Regions from separate parts of the Mus musculus genome. Here region 2 is linked to region 1. The links are chromatin contacts, called in public promoter capture Hi-C maps. All regions are on one chromosome and are shown on one strand. The core of a region is the stretch at or near the end of the contact, and the rest is flanking DNA. Distances in the headings are between cores, read along the strand shown.

The links. Promoter capture Hi-C pulls out the DNA fragments that hold promoters and counts their contacts.
Region 2: a contact with region 1 is called in a promoter capture Hi-C map of pre-B cells, with 4 times the contacts expected there. The contact joins the promoter of Lyar here to the promoter of Trmt44 in region 1. A contact is called at or near these places in 3 of 39 promoter capture datasets (liver, neutrophils and pre-B cells) and 1 of 9 other capture datasets (liver).

Annotation. Positions count from the first base shown.
Region 1 is chr5:35,573,389-35,577,512 of GRCm38.p6, reverse strand. It overlaps Trmt44 (tRNA methyltransferase 44), which reads left to right and starts at 2,443. Exons shown (of 11, transcript NM_030208.3): 1 at 2,443-2,954; 2 at 3,319-3,433. The coding sequence starts at 2,468.
Region 2 is chr5:38,218,282-38,222,224 of GRCm38.p6, reverse strand. Lyar (Ly1 antibody reactive clone) reads right to left here and starts at 1,743. Exons shown (of 9, transcript NM_025281.3): 1 at 1,590-1,743. Zbtb49 (zinc finger and BTB domain containing 49) reads left to right here and starts at 1,771. Exons shown (of 8, transcript NM_029162.3): 1 at 1,771-1,902.

The sequences.
Region 1 (4,124 bases), core at 1,194-3,693:
TGAACTTTGCTTTCCAGACTCCGTGGATACTGACTTGTTGGTTAGCCTCCTCTGTCAGCTAGCAGCTTCTCAGAGACAGGGTCTGTTTAGCCCTGTACCTGAGTCCCCACAAACATGTACAGCTAACATTGATCTCTACCTGCTGTAGCACCACTAACACCTTCCAATAGATTAGCATTGCCATTCAGCAGGCAGAAGTCCTTTGCTCTAACTGGTTAGAGGCAAGAGGAAGCTCTTCAAGAACTGTCTGCTTTGTGGTGGCTTTTGTATCCCTTAGCTTAGGCTACCCTTGAGTTCATGGCAGCACACAGCATTAACAGCAGCCATTTGCACCCTCTAGTGTCATTATCTGTGTAAGCTTAAGGTTATGGGACCCTTAGTCCTACAGTGACAAGTGTTACAGCTCTTCTATAGGGTTAGAGTGTCAGAACCCCACAGCCTCACACTGCACCAGTGTTAACAGTTCCTGCATGTGGTGTGTCTGAGCCCCTTGACTCCCAAGTCCTGACAGCTCTGTGGAACTCTTCAAGCTCTTTACAGCCTTCTCTCCGTCAGCCTTAATTCCTTACTCTCACTCTTTAGCCCCACTGTATGATTTCTGCTCTGGCTGCCTCTCTTGCTATGACCACAGCCGCGGCTATTGTTTGCTACTGCTCCATTTTGCTGTCCTCACTGGTGTTGCAGCTGCTGCCGTCACTCTCTGTTACCACTCACCGCCAGCTCCCACCACCCCCTCTATTACTTCCAAACTTCCCTCGGCCACCCGTGCAGTCCCCGTTACTTGAGCAAAGCAGCCATAGTTGTTGTTTAGCTGCTGTAAAGTGCCCCTGGTTCCCTAAGGGACATAATGAAACCCAGGAGCAGCAACAAAGTGAAACTTTGGCCTACATGGGTGTTGCCAAGAGGTTGGGAGATGAGGTCAAAGATGCGTGTTTGGCTCTTTGGACCATTAGAGCAGAGGCATGTGGTTGTTGTGCTGATATAAAAACACAGCTTTGACCTTAAAGGGAGTGAGGGATAGCTTAGTCTGGAGACAAATATGAGTGACTATGGTTTAAAAACTATGTTCATACGTGGTGACAGTTTTTTTAATAGTAACAAAATCCATAAAGTAAGTATTTTTAAAATACAAGGATGGGTACCAACAGGTAGGTGGGTTAGAACAATGAGGGGAAATTGCTGGAGACATTTTTAGCCTTCATGTTGGTGGAAGCTAATAGTTTGTACATTCCAAAGGATTTAACAAATACTTTGTTTCGGACCTCAGGTAACAAAGTAAGAAATGAAAGACCCACAACGTGAGGACTCCCCCACGTTCTGACTCAGGAGAGGCGACACCCCAAAATCACCCACAAGAAACGGGCCTGTTGCAAAATGCAAGAGGATTTTTATTCAAGAGCGCTCTCGGGCCCACGGTCATACACCACGAAGGGGTAGAGGACCGTGGCGCCCCGAGTAGCTGAGTAAGGGGGTATTTAAAGGAAGAAACCACAACTCAAGGAGGTGGGAAGGGCATTGTTGGAAAATAACAAAAATACCAGTTAAGAGTCACAAGGAAGTGCAAAGTTACAAGAGTCACGAGGAATACCTGGTAATTGTGAGGGTTATTTTTCAAAACAGTTTCTAAGAGCCCCTAACAAAAGCACATTTGTATATGGCAATGGTCAGGGTGACTTTCTTTGAATGAGCACTCTTTGAACCCAGGAAGCGGGTGGGTAGAGGAATGTCGCTATCTGTTTTATGATTAGCATACCTTTACAAAGGCCACATTCCCAAGCCTGGGCCTAAAGGCCTAGAATTCTGTTTTTACTTTGTTATACTTTCAGAACGTCTGTGTTATAGGTTTCTTATGTTTTCTGATGCCAGCTTTATCTTTTGGGTTGGTAGGAGGTTACTTTCTGGCAAGTTAATGTATTCCAGTCAAAGAATTTGGAGTCAGACACAGGTGGGCAATGCATGGCTATAAAGGAGCTAAATAATCGCCCAAGGTAATGCTAGCTTTGGGTCCGCATTCCAATTCTTTACAATCATGAAGTTGTAGTTAGCCAACCAGCTTTGTAGAATCCTTCATATAAGTGTGGCTTTCTGCTGAGTGTATCAGTTACGTCTTGTTTGCTCAAGTAACTTCCTCTCCTCTCAGTATTATTAGCTTTGTCGTGAGAGGTGGAACCTCTGGGGGCAAAATTTCATTTAGGGGGCACGAATCGGATGTACCGCTTGGGAGCTCTTATTTCCAAGCAAGAAAGCAAGCAGAGAAGGGGTTGTACATTCAGTCGTTGAGGACCCCAGGAGGCTGTATCCACTGCGGCCCACACTCTGCTCCTCCCGCGTCCCAGGCTCCGCCAGCGGCTCCGAAGCTACCGCCCAGCAAAAAGGACAAAGGGATGGCCTTCCGGGTCCAGGCTCTAACTCCCGTGAGTCAATGCGCTTCCGGGTCGCGTCATCCCAACGCGCCGAGCGCGCAGCCATGGAGGAGCTGGGTAGAGTGCGGCTAAGCGATCCTGATGCCCTGCTACCTGCAGGCTTCTGGGCCGCCGTGACCGTGTGGCTGGAGAGGCCACAGGTGGCCAACAAGAGGCTGTGCGGCGCCCGCATGGAAGCCCGCGGGAGAACTTTGCGGTCCCACGCCCAGGCGGAGTGTGGACCGCGGCAGGGACAGGGACACGGGCTGGAGAGGGAACCCGGACAGGCTTCTCCTAAAGGAGAGCCAGAGTCGGGACCTAGGGCGAGCCGCGAAGGCACCGCTCCCGCGGCTGACCTGAACTCGCTATGGGACCGAGTCTCCCAAAGCCTCGTCCACGCCAATCCGGAAATGCTGGCCTTCCTCTGTGGCCCCTCGTTGGGTCCTCAGCCTGAAGCCGCGCAGGAGCTCGACCTGATTCTCAGGACTGTCATCCCGAAAGCGAGCCCGCACTCCCCACTCACAGAGCCGAAGAAAGAACTGGTAGTGCAAGGTAGGAGAGTAGTGGGAAGAGCGCAAACAGACTGAAAAGCGTTCGCTTTTTGAGACAGGGCCTTATATGGCCTGGAATTCGCTATGTAGAACAGGCTGGCCTCGAACTCACAGAGATACACCCGCCTCAGCCTTCCAAGTACTGGGATTAAAGGAGCGCCACACCACCCACCACCCAGCTCTGGCCTTGTATTGTCTAAGTGCTAGCTATAATGGTGTGTCCAAAGTGTAGAGCCCTCTCCCCAGTGCTGGACAGCCACTAAGGACTGGAAAGCATTACTCTCCTGTCCATCGCTGCTCAGTTCTACTTCCAAGGGATCCGTTTAGAGCAGTTATGACCTGATAGCCTTGTCTTTCCCCCTCAGATGTCTCCAGTGGGAGTGTCACCTTTTTGCCCTTGGAAGAAGATAATGAGGGGAATTTGGAGGTTAAAACGAGCAACGTGTATCAACTCCATCTCCATCACAACGAAGGAGAATGGTAAGAGCTGGACGCTGCTGTTGCACCACTATGTGATGCCCATCCCGGATGTCCTATCAGCAGTCAACTGGAAGATTCTGGGGTACAGAAGAGCCAAGGTCTTGTGTTGGTTGGCTGATCTCAGATGTATACTATAGTCACCACTCTGCTGGTTCCTGGCGCTGGTACTGGATTGGGGATCACAATGTAGCCAGAGTCCTTGATCTCTATATTCCATATGCCGGTAGGGGTGTACAGCAACTAGCTGGGGTACTCTGTTAGTCAGCTTTCTGTTGCATAATACCCAAGGGAGTCAACTTAAGGATGCTTGAGGGCCAGTGAGATGACTGTGCATAAAGGTGCTCGTTTCAAATCTTACAAGCTGAGTTTGATCCCTAGAGCCCACATGTTCTGTGAGCTGTCCTCTGTCTTTTAAACACACACACACACACACACACACACACACAGATATAGATGTATGTGTATAATTTTAAACGGGTATCATATTTTAGTTTGTGATCATTCCCTCTTTGGTTTTGGGGCCTGTAGTGAGGAACTAGGAGCATAAGGGACCATGGACAAAATCTGCCCTTAAAAGCCCACCGCCAACACAACTCCCTGCTTACTCCAACAAAACCTCACTCACCCTCTAAGTCCCCACCACCGCCAATGTCCCTTAAGCTGAGTGTATCTACGAGTTAGCCTGTTGATG
Region 2 (3,943 bases), core at 494-2,993, 2.6 Mb before region 1:
ACAGACAGAGCAAGTTCCAAATCCAGGCACGGTGGTACACACCTTTAATCTGGGGCACTCCGTCTGCTGGAGGCCCACATAAGGACACTGGAAGAAGGAAGACTCACTCTTCTTCTCCTGCTTGCACTTACTTGCCAGCACATCTCTTGGAACCTACTTCTTCAGGATTCCAGCATATACAGAAGACCACCTAAAACACCCAGCCTTGTGGGACCGAGAAACTTCTAGATTCTTGGGCTTCCCATTCATAGCTAACATTGTTAGGTTAGTTGGATTATAGACTATAAAAGTCATTACAATAAATTCCCCTAATATGTAGATATCCCACAAGTTCTGTGATTCTAGAGAACCCCGACTAATATAGATCTCTTAGATTCTGGGTGCTGAGAACTGAACTCAGGTCCCCTGGAAGAACAGCAAATACTCTTAATCCCTGAGCCATGCCTCCAGCCCCCTACCTTGTCTCTCTCTCTCTCTCTCTCTCTCTCTCTCTCTCTCACTGGGAGTTTATTAAGCGAGCTGGATAGAGAGCCACAGGGTTCTGTCACCACATCTTGCTTTTTAACCTGGGTTCTGGGCATGGAAATTCATGTCCTCATGCTTGTGTGTCAAGCACTTTACAGACTGGACTATCACTTGTTTAACTCATGTACACACAGAGACAATATTTGCCCTAAAACCAGGCCATCTTAAAGGCCAGGCAGGCAACTGCTCCCTTTAAACTTCAATTTCTCCCCATCTCTGAAATAGGGAGTCGGCCCACTATAACTAGGCACAAGCTCCTTCCAGAATTCCTAGAAATCACAGGTACACTAAAAGATAAAAAAACAGCACATATCTCCACCCTCTTGGGACCCCAGGGGAAGACTATGAGTGGGCCACATGTTTCCACTGAAGCTCAAAGAATCCAAGCCATGCCCCTGCTTCGGTAGAGGCAGTTCAAGTCTCCTCACCACAGCTTCATATGAATAACTTGCAGGTGTTAGGCACTACGGTAGACACTAAACTCTTGACACAATTTGAGCAGGCTTCATATCCCTGGGCTTCGCTGGGCAGAAGCTAGGCTTTCGGGCACATAGACCCCTATCATCTCTCTTACCTCTATCTCCTAGGAGGTAGCTGCTGCAGGAAAAATCCTGACACATGCTGAGCAACCACTATACGCCAAGCCTTTTACCCCTGTAAACTTCACACACACCCTAAATTAGATTCTCTGGTATCCCTTTTGGACAGACGTGGAGCTGGGCACCACTAGGTTAAGTAGCTTGTATCTAGATCGATATTTGGGGGTTCGCGGGCACTTAGGTCTTTGGTCCTCTGAGCTCCAGGAGCCATAAGGTCCTTCCTCCGGACCTAGTTCTCGAGCCTCAGAGAAAAGCCCTCTCCCCATCAGCCAGCAGGTCTATAAGCCCTGTGCGCTGAGGACTAACCGTACCATCTGGCCGGCCCCGAGTGCCGGACTAAAAACCGGGATGCAATATCTCCAGGAACTCAAAAGGCTAGGTTTTGCCCGCGAGCGAGTCCTCAAGGAAGGCAGCCATGCCACCATCGCCCTTCCTCCATGTCCCGGGGCTCCAAGCAGTTCTCACCTGTCAGCCGACCCCGCCAACGGTCTCAACCGGCCGCCGGGAGCACGTGGAGCGGCAGCCACCCAGCGTAGCACCGCCACCGGCTCGCCCAGCCACCCCGCGCAGAACTCAATCCCGGCGGCGCGCGCCAACGCGCGTGCGCGCAGAGGCCACGCCCCTCCCAGACGGAAGTGACGGCGGCGGAAGTTGCCGATGAGCTGCCGAGGGGGCGTTGTCGGAATGGTTCCGAGGCGGTTGGAGTCCTGCAGTTGACACCGAGAGTGCGACGAGAAAGGGTGTCAGGGAGGCGGCCGGGCGAGAGCGGCCTCCGCGGGTAAGGCGGCCCGGGACACTCGACTCCCGTGGGTTGGCGCGGGTAGGGTGCGCGCGGCTTACTCGCAGCGCTGTGTGATGGGGCTCGGCGGAGCACAAAGCTAAGCTCCGGGCACCGGAGCCGGGCCTCCTCCTTCCTGCAGTCACCCTTGCTGCGGTCTGCGCCGCTCTTGGTGTCTGCGTCGCCCCGAGATAGGAGAGGCGCTTATTTCCCCGGGCCCCTAAGCCGCCCCCTGCCTCACTCACCGCGTGATCCTAGGTGCCATGGTGTTCCATCTGTAGGATGCTATTACTGCAGCGCCTACTCCTCGGGACCACGGCAGGTGCTGGGCGCGCCTCTGTGGGAAAGACAGCATCTGGTATACGTTAGTGGGCACTGTTGCTTAAATGACTGAATGAACGTCCAGCAGGCTATGAACAGTATTGTGAGAAACCTCAACCCAGGCGTGGGCGTTTGTTGGTGACAGAGACGTCTCCTGTTTGCTGTGGCTCCTAAAGCAAGGGACAACAGATGAGGTGGTTCAGATGAGAGAGCTTTAGTTTCTCACACTTCTAGAGGACGGCGGGCCATGAATGTGGTGTCATCGGGTTTGCTTGCTTTAGAGGACTGTCCTGGCTTACTGGTGGTCACTCTTGCTGTATCCCCACACAGTCTTCCCTCTGTGCCATCGCAGCTCAGGCATTTCTGCCACAGAACCCATCCGAAGAGGCTCTTTTTAATTTTTAAAATACAGTTGCCTTCTTAAGGGTGTAATTGCTACAGGTATTCAAATTCTGAGGTTCTGGAGAACGCAACGGAATGCATAAAGAGCCCATTAGGTGGTATGCCCTTGTAACACCAGCACTGGGGAGGTGGCGATAGGTGGATTCCTGAAATCAGTGAGCCTCACACCTCAGTAAGAGACCCTTTCTCAAAAAAAAACAAGGTGGACGACTCCTGAGGAACAATGCCTGAGGCTGGCTTCTGGCCTCCACACATATGCACCCTTGTCTACACAAAACATGCACATATATCTGCACATACATTCAGAAAAAGGCATAAAGATAGGCACAGTAGTTAACAACGCCTAAGGACCCCTGTAAAGCTTGATATAAACAGCTTCAGGGCAAACCTCCCACAAATCATCCACCAGTGTTAACTGCCTGACAGAATTACCCCACCAAACTCTGCCGTGGGAGCCTTTTGGTTAAAATTCTGGTGTGGGCTCCTCTTCCCTTCATTTACCTCATCCAAGCTTTTCCCCACCCCCCACTTCTCCTTGCCTTTCTCACCATGGTATTTGCATTGTTTGATGTCTTTCACAGTGATCTTTCTGCTATCATATTCTTGGTTTCAATTTTAGCTTACAGAACTAGAAGGAACCGTACAGTTCTCTAGTTCCACAGGGTCGCTCTATTCTCAAACTACATGCTGAGCACCTGTGAGGCGCCAGACACTTGCAGGTGTCAGAGCTATAGCAATCAGCGAAGGAGATGTGAGCCATGTCTTTACCATGTAAAGACGGTTGCGTTTGCCGGCTAGGCTGAGCCCCCTAATAGTTCAGTCAGCTGTGAACTTGTCAGTGGTTCATCCTAGTGAGGAAAATCACGCCCTTGTGAGCCTCGCATTTGAACTCTCCTCCTGCACTGAGGACTAAGTCTTGAACTCTTATCATCTTTTTGGAAATACTTCATATCCAAACTATAATTTAGTGTGGGAGGGTCCCCACAGGAGTTACAGCAAGTAGGGGGAAACAGTCACAGTGCGGTAAGAATAAAATCCGATCAGCTCAGTTTTGTAACCAGAGCTGGGCCAGGCCAGGACTTCCAGCGTCTGACCCAGATCATTTTACTTTACTCATATTTATGCACAGCACAATTTGGGGGTGGGGGGGTTCTGATAACAGTTACATCAATCCCAAGTGCACAACAATTTTAAGACATGTTTACATTGAGATTCTTTACAAAGTATATCTGGCTTCTTTCACAAGAATGGGTACTGTTAATTTAGAAATAGTGCCCAGTGTCTAGGATCTAGGGAGATTGAAACATAATGAGGTAAA